2 separate regions of the Zea mays genome follow, and region 2 is linked to region 1. A link is a contact called in public Hi-C data. All regions are on one chromosome and are shown on one strand. The core of a region is the stretch at or near the end of the contact, and the rest is flanking DNA. Distances in the headings are between cores, read along the strand shown. Region 1 holds the start of LOC100193582. Region 2 holds the start of LOC542621 (cell cycle checkpoint protein MAD2 homolog).

What was found. A called contact is a pair of places that touch in the nucleus more often than the background predicts.
Region 2: a contact with region 1 is called in a Hi-C map of ear, with 4 times the contacts expected there. The contact joins the promoter of LOC542621 here to the promoter of LOC100193582 in region 1. A contact is called at or near these places in 2 of 25 Hi-C or Micro-C datasets (ear and tassel).

What each region holds. Positions count from the first base shown.
Region 1 is chr10:128,800,432-128,803,189 of Zm-B73-REFERENCE-NAM-5.0, reverse strand. LOC100193582 reads right to left here and starts at 1,450. Exons shown (of 2, transcript NM_001348933.1): 1 at 1,006-1,450. The coding sequence starts at 1,225.
Region 2 is chr10:129,003,180-129,005,879 of Zm-B73-REFERENCE-NAM-5.0, reverse strand. It overlaps LOC542621 (cell cycle checkpoint protein MAD2 homolog), which reads left to right and starts at 1,411. Exons shown (of 7, transcript NM_001112148.2): 1 at 1,411-1,800; 2 at 1,891-1,906; 3 at 2,038-2,168; 4 at 2,254-2,374; 5 at 2,504-2,607. The coding sequence starts at 1,728.

The DNA of each region.
Region 1 (2,758 bases), core at 201-2,700:
AGCTAATTAGTCCATTTCCAGGATTGGTAGCAGCTAGAGATTACCAAAACAGTAAGAACAGTTAGTTCTTAGTTGCAGGGGGTTAAGGGTAAAAGGAAACAAGCAAGAGTGTTGTCATATGGGGTATGAGCGAAAGGGCCTCTAGCTGAGTTGGTTAGTTGGTCTGAGTAGCACTCCTTAGGTCGTGGGTTCGACTCCCCGTGGGAGCGAATTTTAGGCTGTGGTTAAAAAAATCTCCTCGTCTGTCCCACGCCAAAGCACAGGTCTAAGGCCCAGTCCCGGTCGTGGCCGTTCTCACATGGGCTTCGATGCCGCTGTGTATGGGTGGGGCAAGGGTTCAGGGGTTTTTTCGACCTGTGTGAGAAGGTCTTTTCTTAATACAATGCCCGGGGGCTGTCTTACCTCCCGCAGGTCGAGATGTCATATGGGGTATGAGAAAGGAATAAACCGAGGCAAGCCTTTCCCCACAAATGTGGAGGAGAGGCTCTTCGAACTCGTGAGACACCTCTCACCGCTACGAATCTTTTTGGAACAAAAAGCTTTGCCGAAAGTTTTATTTGAAGGAGAAAACCAAAACATGTGTTGGACCAGTTCTTCAGGGGAACAGGACCCCAAAAACCAAACATAAAGGGGTGCGCCGCACAAACCAAAAACAATTACCATCCAATCCAAATGGTAAGGAAGATTCAACGGACAATGGACTTCTGGGGTAGCCTGGTTAAGTAATACGTAATTGGTAGCATTTCAAACTACTTTTTATTAGTTGCGAACTAAGCTTGCTCCCATTCTTGAACACCCACTGTCCTAGTGTGACACAAACAAAACCGCTGTCCTAAACCCCCAATACCAAACTAAAGGGTCATTGAACAACACATGCAAACATTCCAATGATATGCTACCACTGGCCAAATACCAGACGATCTTCAGTGCACAAACGAGGCAGCTCCAAAGTCAAGCGCATGCAGAAGAAGGGGGTAAACCAAGAACACGATCCAATTTCAGTACCTGAAGCGGCGCCACAGGTGGGGGCAGCCGCAGACGCGGCCGAGCGCCGCGCGGGCCTCCGGGCAGCCACGGACGCGGGCCGCGCGCGGAGTTCCGCAGCCAGGCTCGGCAGGCGCCGCTGCGGCACGTGGTCGAACACATAACGCGCTTCCAGCAGCGTGGCGCTGGCGCGCCGCCGCGAGTAGCAGCGCGGAGGTGGCGTGTTCACGGCCGCTCTCATGCTGCGCCTGCGCGCGCCCCCTTTCCTGGAGAGCTTCAAAAACGCGCGACGGCGAGCTCCTGCGGCTGGCCGGCGGCGACGACGATTCAGCGTGACGGAGAAGCAGCGCGGCCCAGTGTGTGCGTCCAGATATTTGGGTTTTGTTTCGTTCTCTCCCCGTCCCCTAATCCTTTTCCCTGACGGCCACGCAGCACCGTCCGATGTAAATTGGACGGCTCGGGTGTGCTCAAGGGTCTCCCAGAAACAGACCTACAGTAATCCCAAGATAGGGAGAGCGGCGGCAGGAGAGGAGGATACAGTATAGTGCTTAGTGCACACTCGGCATCCTGGAGGATCTCGACCAGATCATAGCACCGTCGTCTCTAGTGAAATGAAAAACCAGATCAGTCGTCAGGTCAGATCAGAAATGCAATTGCTTTTTGGACTTCGGTTCCATCCAAGCTCGGCGCTGGCTCCAGGTACATCTCCATGCTATGATGATCTGTGTCGGGGCTGCAATTTGGCCTTGCTGGGTGTTGCTGCTGTTAGGATTTATGGGCTTGGCCCAATTAAGTTATTCAAATAAATCCCAGGAAAATCTCAAAAGCCCATATAAGTTGATGGCAAAGGGATAGGTGGAACCAATAGCACCATATTGCTAGCTCTTGTGGAGTAGAGCTAACTTAAATATGGAAGCCACACTCACTCACCAAGTCATGGATGAGAGGAGAGTGTGTGGAGAGCCACACGCACGCGCGCGCTCGCTCGCCTGGCCGGGCCGGGCCGGGGCGAAGGGCGCGGGCGCACGACATGCGCGTGAATGGTTCGCCGAAATCCGGCCCCTCGCCTTGCGGGGGCGCGGCTACCTTTTGCCGTTTGATTTTTTGGTTTCTTGGCTGTTACGCTTATCCTAACCGATCGCTATAAAATCTCAACTGATTGCGAGATTTTCGTGGGCGGATAAGCACAGGGGGTCGCGGACTTGGCCCTATAAAAGGAGCCCGGCAGCCAGCCTCCAAATCATCCGAGATCCCAGTTCGCTTTCGCCTCTCTTCATAGCTGAGCCGCCTTTTAGTTCCCTTCGTCCCGACCGCAGAGGTGCATCTGCGATCAGGAGAGCAGGTCTCCGGAACCCTTCGTCTTCTAGATCCTGCACCGGGAGAGGGCGAATAAGGTTTTTGGGAAGCGTCTTCACGCGACTGCTCGTGATCTGCTGACCTCGTCGACCCAGCTGATCCTGGCGCGCGCCAACAATCAGTAAGTCTAATCAGTACGCATCATCTGATTTGGCTTTTATTTCAGTTCTTCTGATTTGGTCATGATTTATATTCGGAATTTAATTTGGAATTTGTCTAATTATTCAACAATCCAAAAACCTTATTGTAGACAATTTCCTAGTTTTTCTATGGCTGCTTTTGCCGACGCGCTGAAGCCAGAAAAGTTTAATGGTATGCACTTTAAGAGATGGCAAGTCAAGGCCACGCTCTGGCTTACTGCTATGAATGTCTTCCATGTTAGTAAAGGCAGACCTGAGGGTCCACTGACTCCTGAACA
Region 2 (2,700 bases), core at 162-2,661, 200 kb before region 1:
ACAAGTCAAAATCTTCACTCGTACTCGTACTCGCACTCATCAGATCGAGTACCCGTCGAATTTCAGTTTTACATGTTAAATTGCCATCCCTATATATGGCTTTCAATACGGCGACTTTAACTATCATCTGCTAAAGATAACCATAATTTGTGGCGAGTGGAATAGTTTCTCTTGTGAATTTCAAGAAATGCTATGCTTTTTATGGAAATTTTGAAACTTTGTAACTCTTCTTGGCTACTTGATCAAGAGTAGATTACACAAATACTTAGATACATGCGTATCTAGCGAGTAGTAATGTGAAAGCGCGAAGGCTGGTGGTACCAGACGAGTAGGGATGGCAACGGGTTTTAAACCCACGGATACAGAGATTATAAACCCGTACCCGCGAGATTAATGTTAAACCCGTACCCGTACCTGCTACCCGCGACAGATAGCGTGTGTTACCCAAACAAGCTACCTGCGGGTTTATGGCACCCGCAGGCACAATCATATAATAAATATTTATTAAGCTGGTAGCACATAATAATAAATATTTATTAAACTGGTAAAAACATGTACCGATCTTAGCCAAAAGTTTACGAGTTCCCTGACGTCTGTAGTCTTCTTTTATATCATTTGATTGGCTCCGTTCGCTCAAAGCTTTTGGGGTGGCACTAAATTGAGATGCATGTGCTCTACAGTCTACACGGATACACAATGCACACCAGTACACCACACATACGTAGGCATGGGCGCTCGATGCAAACTGTTTTAATAGCAGGGCACAGTGGAAATGTGTTTGCCGTTGCCAAGGGCCAAGGCCCATTAGCTAGCTACCAAAGGTCGTGAGGAGGGGACTGGGCGGACGCTTCGTGTTTCACGCTGAGGCCATGACGAGGGGGCTGTGTGCACGAGGCCATGAAGCCACAGAGAAAGTCGTCATATTATATATATACACACACGCGGGTATGTGGATTTGCGGGCACGAGTACAATATTTTCATACCCACGAAAAAAATTCGTCTGGTTGAGAATCAAACCTGTAACCATACCCACGGGTACAAACCCACACCCAAGCCCGCATCCTATAGAGTTTTTAACCGCGGTCACGCGGGTAAAATCATCCTGATTGGTTACTATGCCGCACTCGCGCAGGCTTGAGCGATGCATTGACCGCGCTTGAGCGCGTGTTTGGCTGCCTGCGTCTTCGTCCATGGCCCTGCATGCGTGTATGCAGTTCAGCCCATTTTTCACTGTCTTGCCTGCACGTCTGGAGATGTGGAAAATGAACTTCCCTGGAGGTCCAGGTCGGCTCGAGCGCGCGCCAGCCGGGGAACCAATCAGGCTGAACGTGTGTGTTGTCATCCCTAAAGACGAGAGTACATGCTCATAAATCAATGCAGTTAACAAAAAAAAAACACTAGGCCGAGCCCAGTGCGCGGCCCCCACACCCACACGACCGTTGGGCGCGCCGGTCCGGCCCACCTTTAAAAGCCCCCGCACCAGTCCACCACCGTGCGCGCACATCCATTCAGACATCCACCCACCAGAGCCGGTCGATCCGTTCGAAACGCTCCGGGAAAGATTCCACGACTTGGGACTTCTCACATTCCCACACCGCACTGTGCCACTGCCGCCGGCCCGCCGCACTAGCCGTTGCTTCTCCCTTCCCGTTCCCAAGGAGTTGTCCTCGCCGGCGGATCCGGGGCGCCGCTGCAAGAGGAGGAAGGAGGAGGAGAGGATACCAGAATGGCGTCGCGCTCGGCGTCCAAGGATATCATCACGCTGCGAGGCTCTGCCGCCATCGTCAGCGAGTTCTTCGGTACGCACGCGGCTCCCTGCCCCCTTTCCTGTTTAGTTTCTTTTTTCGCCCATCGGGTGCCTGACGAAATGCTTCGCTTCGCATCGGCAGGGTACGCGGCGAATAGGTACGGTACACTTTACAGTGCCCGGCAGACGGCGGCGGTGCCGGTCCATCCGGGATTAGATCGGTGAGGGAGGTTCGGGGTTTTGTATTGACTAATTGATTCGGTTCCGTTTTTTTCCCCCCATGGCTTAGCATCCTCTACAACCGCGCTGTGTACCCGGAGGAGAGCTTCAGCAAGGTGAAGAAGTACGGGCTTACCATGCTGCTCACGCAGGACGAGGGCGTGAAGAACTTCATCGCCAGCCTCACCTCCCAGCTCTCAGGTCGGTTTTCCTCACACCACTACCTGAGGCCGATCTCTCCTTCCTCGAGTGCTCGCGAATGTCTCTGAAAAACTCACTGTCGCAGAATGGCTGGAGGCCGGGAAGCTGCAGCGTATCGTGCTGGTCATAATGAGCAAAGCCACCAGCGAGGTGCTCGAGCGCTGGAACTTCAACATCGTCACCGACGCCGAGGTCGTCGAGAAGGGGTGCGCCACACACTATCTTATCCCCCATCTTCCTGCGCGCGACCCATAACCAATCCCAAGTAGACGCTGCGCATTGTGTCAGCCTGCCATGGCTTGACATTGATAGCGTCGTCTTCTGATGTTCGTCAGGGCCATCAAGGAGAAGAGCGACAAGGAGATCATGAGGGAGATCCAGGCCATCATGCGCCAGATCGCGTCTTGCATCACCTACCTCCCCTGCCTCGACGAGCCATGTAAGGGCCGCAACCGGCATCCAGTCGCTTCCTGTATTTTCGCCTTCCTTTTGGAAACCGGCGCTGCAAAGTCTGCAACTGCAACCGTGGCTG